Linked DNA regions of Sus scrofa: region 2 is linked to region 1. A link is a contact called in public HiChIP or PLAC-seq data. All regions are on one chromosome and are shown on one strand. Each heading gives the region's core, a stretch centred on a gene start, on an enhancer-like site or on the middle of the called end of the contact. The rest is flanking DNA. Distances are from core to core; before and after follow the strand shown. Region 1 overlaps WDTC1 (WD and tetratricopeptide repeats 1). Region 2 overlaps AHDC1 (AT-hook DNA-binding motif-containing protein 1).

Region 1 (6,806 bases), core at 1,973-4,472:
GCCCCAGGTCTGTTTCTGTGGAGGTGAGAGGCAGGGAGGAGAGAGTGGAACACTGCCAAGAGAGCTGGAGGGGCTAACTTTTCTAAATAGATCCACCACTCTGAAGGCAGGAAGGTCCAAGCTCTCCTTCTCTAGCACACAAGTTATCATGGATCCCAACGGAGGTACTGACGTGTTAGGGGCCTTGGGTAAATCTTACCACTATTGCCAGTGACTTGTTCCTGCCTGCTTCAGGGGTCTGGCATGTGCTGGCCCCTGTGCCAGGAGGCAGGAACTCTTGACTCCCACAGCTCTACTACATATCAAGCTAACTCTTCCTCTCCAAGCTCAAGATCTCAGCCTGTACGTCTCTTCCTCAAAAACCCCAGACAGCCACCAACCCCCCTCCTGCCCCCCCGCCTCCCCCATCTACATCTTATCAGGTCCCCAGGACATCCTCTGTTTTTCCTTCACTGCTTGGTTCCTTCACTAGGCTATAGACTCATGAGTACAGAAGTTCCATTCGACTTGTTCCCAGATGTGTTCCCAGGACCTAGCACAGTACCTGGCACTATTCAGACAAAGGAATCAATCCGTGGTTAGTGAACTGCAAAGCAGACAGGGAGGATCCATGTCTGCCCCACTGAGCTCCCCTCTCAAGTTTATCACTCTCCAGTGCCAGCCAGGTGAGCTGGGCAGGGCCTTAAACGCTCTCGGTGCAGATAAGGCAGTAGCAGAGTCTGTGCTTTGCTCAAGGTCACAAGGTTACACATGGCAGAGCTGAGACTGGAACTGAGGCTCCACACCTGTGCCTGAGGCAGTTCTACTGCCCTGTGTTGCTGTCTCTTCTGCGCCCCTGTAAACTGGAGCCAGCACACCAGCCAAACCACCCCCCCGCCCCCCCGGCTCCGGCCCAGACCCCAGTGGAGGGGCCAAGGCCCTGTCAGCGAGCAGGAGAGAATGACCTTCGAGGCACACTGGGCTCAGCCGACTCCTATCCTGAGTCCTGGGGGAACTACATCAGGTGCCTTAAATGTGCTACTGCTAATCCTCATTTCAAAGAGACCAAGTGGCTGTCTCGAGGTCACACGGCTTCTCAACCAGTATCTGAGCCCAAGGTGCTCCAACCCAAGAACTATATTCTCTCCAGAATGTCACGCAGCACGTCAAACAGAAAGAGTGACAGCAACCCCTCCTCAGTGCCCACTCACCACCATCATTTTTGGAGAAGAGGGCGGCCGTGATGTCGCGTCCCAGTGCATCACAAGCGCTGCTATGGGCCTGCTCCGGGAACTTCCCTTTGAAATCATCCAGGCACTCCAGGGCCTCAGCCACGTACTTGAGCTCAAAGAGGCATCGGGCCAGGCGGAAGTGTGCCTTCAGGTGGCATGGATTTAGGGAGATGGCCTTCAGGCAGTCCCTCAGGGCATCATAGTGGTCACCATCCCTGGGAAGGCAGGGGAATATGGCTTGGAGGTGGGGTCACATGGCAAGCAGGGAGTTCCCACTCGTTCTCCTTCACTTTCTATGGCCACCCCAGCCCACCTTTGAGAGATCTCAGGGCAAGGGTACTTGGGGGTAAAGAGAATTCGGGCTCAACCCAGGCCTTGCTCACCAGGAGACAGAATATGTTAAAGAGGCAGGGCAGGGAGTTCCTGCTGTGGCTCAGAGGGTTATGGATTTGACTAGTATCCATGAGGATGCAGGTCCGATCCCTGGCCTCGCTCGGTGGGTTAAAGATCTGGTGCTGTTATGAGCTGTGGGGTAGGTCACAGATGTGGCTTGGATCCCTCATTGCTGTGGCTGTGGTGTAGGCTCAGATTTGACCCCTAGCCTGGGAACTTCCAAATACTGCAGGTGCAGCCGAAAAATAAAGGAAAAAAAAAAAAAAAAGAGGCAAGCCAGGAACCTGGAGGTCTTGGCAGGGTAGGAGGTGGGAGGTGGGTGTGTGGCAAAAAGCAGTGTCCGGCTGCCCTCTGCTGGACACAGAGTGCAAGTGCATACCCAGTCATCCCAGGCACCCGCAGCTCTGCAGCAGAAGGCCTGGCATCTTGCCTGCCTCAGGCTCCCCAAGCCCTCCTTCTCTCCTCCACTGTCCACCTCCTCAAATCCCCCCGGCTGGCCTTCAAAGCCATGTCCAAGGCAGGGGGCCCTCAAGGGCAGTTCTGTGGTCTGAGGAAGCCAGAAGTGCTAGGCTGGGGACTCAGGCTCTGACCAGCAGGCAGCAAGCCCTCAGCCAGACCCCCCTCTGTCCTGGCTGACTGATCCACAGCAGCTGTGGCCTCTACCTCCCGGGGCTGGAGGATGGGGCCTGACAGTCTGGCAGAGTCAGTTCTCTGGAAGCTGATGGTGGGGGGTCAGGCAGGGGGTGCAGCACACCAGGAGCGCCACATCATCCACTCTAACTTCTCCAACTCCCAAGGCATGGATATGCGGACGTGGGGATGGTTTTGGGGGTGGGAACTGGGGGAGAGGCCAAAGAAGCTCCTCTTGCTCCTGTCTTGTGGCAGAATATAAGATACTCATTTCCCACGTTTCATCTGGAGAGCCAGGTGGGTCACGGGAGCTACTGCTCCTTTAGGAGCTGTTTTTTTTCCTGCTGGGCTGAGGAGGGCCTAGGACCCAAGTGTGCTAAGCAGCACTCCCCAGAACTAAAGTCCCCTCCCCCAAGGCATGGCTCACAAGCCTCCTGCATGGGGCCGAAGCAGCCCTGACTGATGGGGGAGAGGGCTCCCTGAGCCTCCTCTCCCACAGCACTCAGAGGGAGCATCAGGTCCCTGCAGCAGCCACGCTCAGTCCAGGAACAAGCAGCCCAGTCCAGCTGGGGGCCCGCAGGAGACAGAGTGCTTCGATGGCATGGCCTGCGTCAGAATGAGTGGCTGTGACGAAGGAGCACGCGCTGTTTGGAAACCCAATTACCGCCTGCAAGGTGCCCCTCAGAGCTCCTGGGGAGAGCCAGACCAGAGAGCAGCCAGGAGCCAGAGGGTGACAGCTCCCACTGCATCCAGGAGCAGATGGCAGCCCTGGGGAGACTGGCCTGGGACAGAATGTGACATTCTAGGGGTCACTGGCAGGCATGAGGGGATGGGGAGAGAGCAGGCTGGCCCGAGGGCTCACCCATCCAGACTCACTGCCAGATCAATCTCCCTGAAAAGACAGCCCTCAGCACATCCCTCTCCTGCTCAAAACTCTTCAGTAGCTGCCCATCATCCACTGAATCGAGGCCAAAACGCCACCGCTCTGCATTCCAAGTCCTTCCCAGGCTGGCCCCAGGCTACCTCACAGACTCATCTCCTGCCAGTCCCTTCCAGAACCCTCTGCTCCAGCCAAATGGATTTGTTGTTCTGCAAACAAGCTCTTCAGTCAGTCCCCCACCCCCACGCCTTTGTTCACACCATTTCATCTCCCTGGGAATGTCCTTTCCCCACAGTCCCCTCCTCCTTTCATCTCCTCGTCTAAGCCTGCCCACACTGAAAGCCCATTCAGACACCACATCTTCCTGGTGCTTCCCTGATCCCCAGTTAAAGGGACCTAACTTTGCCTGAAGCCCACAGCACTTCACCTGACCATTCAAAGACTTCCTGCTTCTGCCTCTTGGGTGACGAGCTATGTCCACGTCTTTACCCCCTGTCCAGAGGCCGGGCACTCGGGAGCACAGCAGCTCAGAGTGCCAGAGCTTTGTTTCCCTAGTTCCCATGGCATAGCAGGGATTCAGAGCCCAAGCTGAAGGTACCATGGACTGGGAAACCATTAGTCTCTCTTAGCAAGAATGCAGGAGGGAGACAGCTCTCAGCCCAGAGCCTGGACGAAGTCGACTGCATTCTGCCCACCTGCTGGGACAGAGGAAAACACCCCAGGATGGCCCCCCAACTGTCATCTCCTGGGGCTGGCTGCCATCTGAGCCCTTGGCAAACTCCTGATGCCTGAGCTAAGACCTGTGGGGGTAGCATCTTCTCAAACCCCTATCTACCATCCTGCTGACTTGGGTGGGTTTCTTAAGCTTCCCTCTCTGGCCTGCCTAGCTGCAGCCAGACGATGGCACACCAGCTGGCCTGTCTGTCTGGGCAGAGCCGACGGATGCCAGACGGAGCAGAAATGGCTGTGGGCCCAGCTCTATCCATCTCCCGTCCTGGCCCTGGCTGGGGGATGGGGTCTGCCTGCCTGCTTGCCTGCTGGTGCTACAGGCAGAAGGGCTGGGGGCCCTGTGGGTCTCCAAAGATAAAAGCGTTTCTCAGGCTATGGACCTACTCCTTTACCTCCAGCCACTACAACCCAGCAAGACCCACTGTCAGTTTCAGATGTCTGGGATCTTGTTTGTGCTTGGTCTAAATAAAGGGTCCAAGAGCACAAGAGAGCAAGCCCCAAGGTCAAGGAGCTGCAAAATCATTTCAGACAGATACCAACTGAGTTCACCAAATGCCTCATTTCCATCCAGCAAGATTCTACTGCTCCTTCAAAGTCCACTTCAAGGCCCAGTTCCCCAGGAGGTGGGATTAACCATTTTCCCACTCCCTGCTTCCTCAGTGGCCACAGCACTTTATAACAAAGCACCAAATTGAAGCTACTTGTGAACATGCACCACTTAAGTGTGAGCTTTCTTTCTTTTTTTCCTTTTCTTTGGTCTTTTCTAGGGCTGCACCCACGGCATATGCAGGTTCCCAGGCTAGGGGTGCAATTAGAGCTATAGCCACTGCCTACACCATACCTCACAGCAACGCCAGATCCTCAACCCACTGAGTGAGGCCAGAGATGAAACCCGCAACCTCATGGTTCCTAGTCAGATTCATTAACCACTAAGCCACAACAGGAACTCCATGTGAGCTTTCTTGATGCTTAAGACTTCTTGACTAATGTGTCAGGTGCCTTCCCACCACCAACCTGGAGGTGGGGAGGAGACACCTGGGCCTAAGAAGCCCTAAGAGGCAGCAGGATGTCACTGCTGCCTTCCCTGGATGCACCTTGGCTCCACTAGGCCCACTCACCACTTGCGCTTCATGTAGGCTGCAGCTCGGTTCCCGTAGAGCATGGCATTGTGAGGGGCCCTCTGCACGGCCTTGCTGTAAAGCTGAATGGCCTGGGTCCACTGCTGGCAGGCAAAGGCCTCATTGGCTTGCTGTTTCACACGCTCCAGGTATGGGGGCAGCTCTACCTGGGGGCTGTGGAGGAAGCAGAGCCAAGTTAGACCAACCACGAAAGGTCAGAGCCGTCCCTCGGGAAGTCTGCAGCCCTGCCTGAAGGCCTCTCGGTTGTCTTGGTCCCTGGGATCTGCACTGTCCTCTAGAAGAAGGCACCACTCCCAACTTTGGCCTGAGTTATTGTGATAGGTAATGGTCACAGTTCCAGATGCTCTGAGACAAAGGGGGGGGGGGAGCAAAACAAAACAGAGGGGGAGAAATGAAGCTGTCCTGAACAGGTTTAAGGAATTCTTTTTTTTTTTTTTTTGTCTTTTTTTTTTTGTTGTTGTTGTTGCTATTTCTTGGGCTGCTCCCACGGCATATGGAGGTTCCCAGGCTAGGGGTTGAGTTGGAGCTGTAGCCACCGGCCTACGCCAGAGCCACAGCAACGCGGGATCCGAGCCGCGTCTGCAACCTACACCACAGCTCACGGCAACACCGGATCGTTAACCCACTGAGCAAGGGCAGGGACCGAACCCGCAACCTCATGGTTCCTAGTCGGATTCGTTAACCACTACGCCACGATGGGAACTCCCCGTTTAAGGAATTCTTAATCAAACTCCTGGCCATGAAAGTGGCTGACACCACCTGCCTCCATGCTGAGCTGAACCTTGTTGGTTACCACCCAGTCCCTGCCATGGAGCTCTCGAGAGATAATTATGTTCCTTTCAAGGGCTAGAGGGTCTGGGCACCTCTGTATCCAAATCCCAACACACAGGGCCCAGCAGCAAACAGAGGCCAGAAGAGGCTGTAGAGGGACAAGTGTAACACGGCAGGCCCATCTGGGTAGAAGGGAGCTCAGTGTTAAGAGGACCCAGCCCCTCTGAGTCTAACCCCAGCTACTGTACCAAGGACCCAGAGTTTCAGTCTGAAGATGCCTAGAGTCCTACCAGGCAGAAGTGGTATTAGGACCACGAGCCACATTCCAGAAGCCCTTTTGGCCCAGGCCTGACTCTGGGGTGTGTGCCTATGTGGGGGCCAGGAGGAAGGTTTATAGGACATGTCCCTCCCTCCAGTCTGTAGTGGGGTAGGGGAGGGTTGGGCAAATCAGGCTGGCCTCACCTGACATGTCCCCTACTCTCAGGCAGCCGGAAGCCATTGCTGTGAAGGTGCAGGCCATTGGACACACCGTTGGACACACCATTGGTAGACATCTTGCCATTCTGAACTTCTGGCAGGGGATAGGAAGAATGAAACAGCAACAATTAGGAGAAGTCCTTCATTTCTCCCCAGCAGCCCTCCGGTTTCCATCACAAGGTCTGAGGGTTCCACTGTAGGGCTATTCTCCTGGGGTAAGATCCACTCCCAGAAAGCAAGCTCTGACGGACAGGTTAGGCAAAGGCTAAAGAAAAGCCTGTGCGCCCTCTGCTGGCTGGAGAGGGACACGGCCTCAACTTGGCATTCTCCTTAGCAGACGGTGGGGATGGGTGGGTGAGGAGGTGCCTACATCAACTGCAGGACCCAGGAGGAAGTCCATGAGGCGAGATCCAGGACAAGAAAGGAAGGGCAACTACTCCAGATCCTCAAGAGCCAAGCCATGGAAAGAATTTGCTTTTCTGGAGGGAAGTGAAAAGGGCTGTGATGCGAACCCCTTTGACAGACCTCTCTGACCTAACATTACCTTCCTTCTTACTGTACAAGGTTATTTCAGAG
Region 2 (6,806 bases), core at 2,222-4,721, 230 kb before region 1:
CGAGCTGAGCCGTGGGGGCCTGGATGGGGAGGGGGGCAGCCAATCCACCCCCACTGGAGGGCTCGGGGGCCACCCAGATTTCCATCTTTTCTGCCCTCCTGGGCCTCTGGGGAGCTGCAGAGGTGGGGGCTCCCCAAGGGCTTGAGAGCTGCCGGGCTGCATTTCTGTGCCCACCCAACCACGGGGAAAGGGGGGACGGATCAGAGGAGGGAGGCTCTGGCAGGTTGGAATTCTCCTTCTCTGCCTGTGGATAAATTGTCCCTAATCCAGGCTTGGGGAGTTGTCTGGCTCCTACAGAGAGAGGGAGAGAGGGAGAGAGAGCAGGAGATAGGGAGGGAGGAGGGAAGCAGGCATACAAACACAGTGACACAGACACACACTGTCTCACAAAGGGTCTCATGCACACACACGTACACACACGCACGAAGTTACATAAAGGTACCACACCAAAAACGAGGCACAGCAGTACTGGCAGGTACACCATGGCACACAGACCCACTCACACATGTTGACACTGCCATAGCTCTCCTGGCACGCTGCAGTGACACGGCACAAAGACCACGGACACACAATGATAAGGACATGTTGCATACACGTGGCGGGTGGCGCACGTGAGCACCTACTGACCCGCAGGGACCCTGACCAGTCAGACCCTCACACCGTGACCCTGAAAACCCAGAGAAAGGCAGAGGTAGGAGGGAGGCAACACTGATTCACAGTGACACCAGTGCCCGCAGTCACAGGCCTCAAGATTGGAAACCTGCAGGGATGGCAGAGGATCCACCAAGCATCTGCTGTCCCCCCCCCCCCCCAGAGTCTGAGATGGGCAGAAGATGGTTCAGCTCCTGACACAGTGAGATGCAGAGAGTCCTGCCAGCGCACACACGCGCACTCATCCCTGCCCACAGCTGGGCACACCTTGTCACACATACGCACACACTCACACTTCTGTGTCCCCAGGCGTGCACAGATAGGCTCAGCTGGACACACACAGAGCTGAACAGACCTGGTTGCACATACCTACACGTGTAACTGAACCCCGGTACATATCAGCTCACGCGTGCGTGCACTCACACACAGTCCCTCACATGTACACTCTGACACAAGTATACTCTCACAGCCGTGCAGAAATACACAGAGAAGCATACAGAAGGCTAAGTAGACCCAGGAAGCCACACTCAGGTGAATTTGCGCAGGCCGCTGAGCGTTCATAGCCGCGCATCTGTGCATCTGTACAGGCGAGCTCTCTCACACACACACGGATTCCCAGGCAACCCAAGCCTCTGAGCCGTCCCTGAAGCCTGGTTCCCAGACCCCCTCTGGGCTCCAGCACAGACCTCGGGGAGGCAGACAGATGGGCCGGAAGCAGGGGGCCGGTGAGGAGGGCCGTGGTCATTAAAGACAACAAGGGACATAGAACCCGTCGCCGCTGGTGGAGACGGGTAAATGCTGGCTGCGGGTGCACCCTTCGTGGAAATCTGCTTTTAGCCTCACTCTGAACAGCAGCACTCACACCTGCATCGTCAACCAGCCCTTAGCACGTGTAGCTTCCCCGGAGCGCTTCTCCCCATCCGTAAGCTCTCCCCATTTTATAGATGAGAAAACTGAGAGCCAGAGAGGTTCCCTGACTTGCCCGAGATCACCCAGTTGATGAGAATTGAGCCAAGGACCATTCTGACTCCCAAGGCCAAATTCTCTCCACCAGAGCGTGGGTGTTCCTGTTCACGTGTACACGTACCTACCCGTGCAAAGTACTGCCTGGGGTCTCAAGAGACAGGCTCGCACTCCCCGGGGAATTGAGGTTGGCACCAATTTCCTCATGTGCAAGAGTAGACCCCATCTAGGATGGCCTCCCAGTCCCTCTGCCTGGCTCATCCGGTACCCAGGCTTATGTCAAGATGCTGTTTTTGCTTCCACAGATGGGAGCTTGCCTGCCTGTCTACCCATCGGCCTGGACCCCAGAGCCCGCCCAGCTGAGTGCTTGCAGAGGGCCCCGGGTTCGGGGCAACTCTCAGGCCACCGAAGAGACCACCCTGGAATCATTGGCGAAGACAGACCTTTCCTGCTGAGCCGGGCTTGTCTACACAGCCTGCTCAGGTAACAGTGTCTAGGGAAGCCGGGTCTGTACCTGGCCCCCCCAGTGGTGGGGGTCAGGGGTACTTCCCTCCCCGTCCCAGCAGGGATTTCCCCCTCCCAGCTTAGGCTAAAAAGAGGTCCTCCAGAATCAAACTATAGTCATCCACCTTACTCCCCATCATCCAGAAAGGTGAGGCCCGCGGATATACAGCAAGTTTCCCAGAGTTCTGCCTCCTAGTACGGCGACTCGTCCCTGCACCTGGAGGGCCTGAAAGAGTTGGGAAGGGAACGGGGTTGTGACAGTGACCAGAACTCAGGGCAGAGGTGGAAACCAGAATGCCTGCTGTGTGAAGCTGAACCCCTCTCAGGGTTCTAGAGTCTGCAGAAGCAGAGAGCTGGGAGGCCAGGGCGAGGTGCTGAGAGGACATGGGTGGCTCGGGTAAGCTAGGCTGCCCTCCTGGGATGAGGTGGGATGGGGGCGGGGGCAGGACCCACCTCCCCACTCTAGGCCCAGATTAGCCCACCCAGGTTCAAGAGCCGCAGAGACCAGGTGGGGCTGCCCTGCCCTGCAGAGGCAACTCCCTGAACTGACACATGAAGCCTCGGGCTCCAGGAAGCTCCCTTAGAGCCAGCCTGCCTGGGGACCCCACCCAACTTCCAAAAGAGCATTCCTGGGGCCTGAGGTCTCGGGGTGGGGCCTCCTGGGATCCTAAGGGTGGGGAGGTTCAGCCAGGGGAGGATGCCAGGTGTACCGACCATAAACGTACAGGGCATCTCATGTGCAAGAACTCCGGCTTCTGTGCAAGCCAGCATGTATAGGACTCTGTCCTTAGGTGTGCTTGCTTCTGTACACAAGAGTTATGTAAGTGGACTGGGCTGGGGGACATTCCGAGACTGTGTGTGCGGTTCATTGGAGTGAGCACGCAGGATTCAGTGTGCCCTGGGCAGGTTATGGGAAGACTGGAGTGTTGTGTATGCTGCACTGGATGGCGTGTGTGTGTGTGTGTGTGTGTGTGTGTGTGTATGTGTGTGTGTGTGTAGGGTGCTGGTGTACACTGGTGAGGTGTGTAGACAAGAATCTGAACACACTGGGGTGTTGTGTGAGTACACGGGAGTGGGGTGGGGTGGGGTGTTTACACAGATATCCTTCCGAGTGTCACTAGGGCAGTGAGTGTTCAGGGTTCCGGCTGCACTCTGGGGGTGGCGTGTGCACGTGGCTCCGTTTGTGCTTTGGAGGTGGGCTGGACAAGCCTTCAGCTGAGCTGGGCTCAGCAGTGCCCAGCCTTGTGGCCAAATTGCTGAAGTCACTTCCTTTCCAGCAGCAACTTTCCAGGAGGAGGAGTTCTTCAGACCTGGGCAGGGAGGGGGGGGGCGGAACAGGGAGCTCTCAGGGGAAAGAGGTGGGCGGTGGTGAGAGGCTGTGGGGAGGGCCTGGTGGGGCTGGAGGAGGGGAGTCCTCCGGGACACAGAAGGAAAGACAAGGACGGGAGTCTGCAAGGGCCAAGGGCAGGAGGGGATGGGGGCGGAGCAGGGCGGGAAGCACAGTCCCTGGGTGACCTCGGAGGGAGGAAGGGAGGGCCTCCCGGCAGGGTGACCCTTGGGTTCAGCCAGAGCTGGCAGTAGTGCCCACACACCTGGCATCCAGGGCAGGGGGCTGGCAGGGGGCGGGTCTAGGGCCGACCTGCTTGCCAGGTGCCCTGCTCTGGGCAGGAAGCGGGTGGGCAAGGGCTGCACAAAGGAGCTCTGTGTGGCTGGGGGTAGGGTGGGGTGGGGTGTGCAGTGCTGTGGGGGGTGGGGTGGGCTGTCCTGATGGCTCCCCGGGGGCGGAGCAGGTCTTGCTCCCCTTGGGGGCATCAGTGGCTATAAGGGGACACCTAGTGGTGAGGGAGAGTAGTGCATTGGATGACCTAGGCGGGAGGGGGTAGATTAGAAGTCAAAAATTAGAACTGGTGGTTGGGACTAGGGCAGTTGGAGGAAGCTTGCAGGGGAGGGGGCGAGTCTCTGGACAGTGAAGGAGAGATTGGTTTAGAGGAGCCTAATAAGCCGAACTTCAGACTCTGGCTCTTCCCTGTTATGGCTGATTTTCTTAAGGGCATTACTTAACCTCTCTGAGCCTTCATTTAAATGCCAGATAAGTGGCAGCTGCCATTATTACTTTCATTGTTGTTATTTTTCTTTATGATTTTGGCCTGGAGTCAAGTTGGAAGATCTTCAGGTACAATTGGGTGGGTGGGAAGGGGCAGAAGAGAAGGAAACTGAGAGGAGTGATGTATCATTCTTGTGGGGGCAGGTCCTGGGAGATAGAGGCCCCCCGAAAGGGAGATGATGGGGGAGGTTTCACAGCAGCCATAATAGCCCCTTCGGTGCAGAGTTTTCCATTTGAGGACATCCCTGGGCCTTCAGTCCTGGCTGGGAGGGAAATGGTGTGTGTGTGGGGGGGGAGTATGCAGGCTGGAGAGAGGGTCATGAGGCCGGAAGTGAGAGCTGGGGCTGGCAGCCTGGCTCCCCTGGGGAGGCTGTGGGTGGGGGAGGGGGAGCTGGCTGGGGAAGGGGTGGGGTGGTCACAGCCGCAGCGGGGAGGGTGGGGCTGGGGACTCAAGGATGTGGGCTGGCCCTTCCCGGCACTGTGCACAGCAGGTTGGGGCCCCCAGCCCCCTCCCAGCCGGCTGGTGTCCCCATAGGCAGGCTCAGGCACACTGACCCAGAAGCAGACAGACGGACAGAAGAACCTTTTTAGCTTGGTTCGAAGACGTAGGATAGAGGGTGCCCTTGGGAGGGGTCCAAGAAAATGGCTGCCTGGGTGTGGTGGGGAGGGGAGCCAGCTGCTTCCCTCAGATGCTAGAGGCTGCAGGAGAGAGAGCAGCAGACAGAGTCAGGAGGCCTGGCAGGACGACATGCCCAAAGGTCTCCACGGGTGGGTGGAACAGAAGCAACCACTGGAGAGGTTTCTGTCTTCTGCCAAGATCACACCCTCGGGCCCCAAGTGGGAGGTCTCCAGAGCGGGGAGGGTTGGTGAGCCCCACCCACTGTAAGGGGCGGGGGATGGTGGCTCCTGGTAGGCATCTCCAAGAGGGCAGCAGGAGCCACAGGTCAACCATAAACTGTTGGAAATTGGACCTGGAGACTCCAGAGTCTGGGCCCCTTCCCTCCTTTGTGACTGTGCTCCCCACAGCCCTTCCTGCAAGAGCCACAGGGAGATTCTTGAAGCAGAGAGAACTTGGCTTAGAAGGGGCCAGGCCACAGGGTACAGGCAGGCGAGAGAGAGCCCAGAACCCTGAGTGATCGAGTAAGTGGGACAATGAGGAACAGCTGAGGCCTGGGACCTGCAGAGAGGGAAGGGACCGTGGACAGAGGGATATTCTGCTTGGATGAGCCAAAAAAAAAAAAAAAAAAGTATACCATTTTGTAGCCTCAGGCAAAGTCCTTCTTCTAGTCTCAGTTTCCTCCTCTGTAAAATAGGAGGGGCACAAGGTGGCCCTTGAACAGGGTACCCACCAGCGGCGCTGATGAAAAATACAGATTCCCAGACGTCCCTTCAGATCTATGAGTCAGACTCCCCTGGACTAGGGCCTGGGTATCTGGAATGTTGCACAGCTCCCCCAGGCCCAGGGTTTGGAAGCCAGTGGGTTAGATGATTTTAAGGTTCCTCCCACCCTTAAATTAGACCACAGCTCTAGAAGGAGCTCTTTCAGGAGTGACCGAAGAAGGGTTGCTGGAGCTGGGAGTGGAAAGAGGCTTCGGACTTGGGGTGAATTAGGAATCTCACCATTTAGCAACTATGTGACTTCAGGCAAGTTATTCAGCTGCTCCGAGGCTGTTTTCCTCTGTAACACAGAGATAATAAGCCATGCCCGCCCCATTGCCGTGAAGGCTTGGTGGGTCCTGTATGTGGAGATGCTTCAGAGATTTGCAAATCGCTGCCCACCAAAGGGGGAATGAACGAGTGTCCCTGTCCATGCCTTCTTGTCCCCAAGTCAGCTCTACAGGCGTCCTGTGGGATAACAACCCAGGCCCAGTGGTCAGGGCCCATTCAGCTCCCTGCTCCCCCAAAACCCCAGCTCCTGGGAATCAGCCAGGGCCCTGAGTCCCCAGGTCCCTTGGGAGTCAGATGCGCCTGGATCTAAATCCCACCTCTGCCCTGACCAGCTCAGGGCATCAGTCAGTAAATATTTATGTAGCATCCATGGCCCAGGCCCTCGGGTCAGGGGATCCAACGGTAAACAAGACAGACACAGCGCCTGCCCCTGAAGAGCCCACCGTCAGGAGACACACTGCACAGCCCGGCCTACGAGTAGTTGACCTTGGTTGCGATAAGCACTGTGAAGACGGACTAGAGAGGGCTCTAAAAAATAGGTAGAGGGCCCAGACCGAGGCCAGGGGTGGCATGGGGGGTCAGAGAATGTCCCTTTTCACATTCTCAATCTCCCTCCCCCTTCCCCATCCTACGTGGGTCCCTCTCTGGGATCTGGAGAGGAATGAGAGCGCCTCATGGGGAAAGGCAGGGCTCATTGTCCTGCGTGCCTCATTCACTCAGTAAATGCTTTTTGGAGCCCATTTCTGGGCCGTGGGCCGATCCAGGTGTTGGGAGACACACCCAGAATTCAATAGGATGGAATCCCTGGCCTTCCTGGTGTTTACCCCCTTCTGGTGGATGGTGTCCTCATCTGTAAAAGTGGGGATGAAAATCCTATGGATCTCAGATTCCTAGGGAGATGAGATAATCCATACAA

The links. HiChIP or PLAC-seq counts read pairs in DNA pulled down with a chosen protein or histone mark.
Region 2: an H3K27ac HiChIP or PLAC-seq map of skeletal muscle shows a contact between it and region 1. The contact joins two enhancer-like sites. A contact is called at or near these places in 1 of 47 Hi-C or Micro-C datasets (embryonic fibroblasts) and 2 of 2 datasets of contacts at active chromatin or transcription factors (alveolar macrophages and skeletal muscle).

Annotation. Positions count from the first base shown.
Region 1 is chr6:84,524,552-84,531,357 of Sscrofa11.1, reverse strand. It overlaps WDTC1 (WD and tetratricopeptide repeats 1), which reads right to left. Exons shown (of 15, transcript NM_001135964.1): 10 at 6,216-6,324; 11 at 4,962-5,135; 12 at 1,191-1,426. Among named protein-coding and RNA genes, the nearest start is that of TMEM222, 19 kb to the left of the region's middle. Within about 2 kb of position 3,222, at least 16 of the 83 cell types and tissues checked have an H3K27ac peak or open chromatin away from gene starts, as enhancers often do. A contact at or near this core is called in alveolar macrophages and skeletal muscle, where this site is marked.
Region 2 is chr6:84,753,001-84,759,806 of Sscrofa11.1, reverse strand. It overlaps AHDC1 (AT-hook DNA-binding motif-containing protein 1), which reads left to right. Exons shown (of 7, transcript XM_021095642.1): 2 at 1,920-2,097. Among named protein-coding and RNA genes, the nearest start is that of AHDC1, 18 kb to the left of the region's middle. Within about 2 kb of position 3,471, at least 40 of the 83 cell types and tissues checked have an H3K27ac peak or open chromatin away from gene starts, as enhancers often do. A contact at or near this core is called in alveolar macrophages and skeletal muscle, where this site is marked.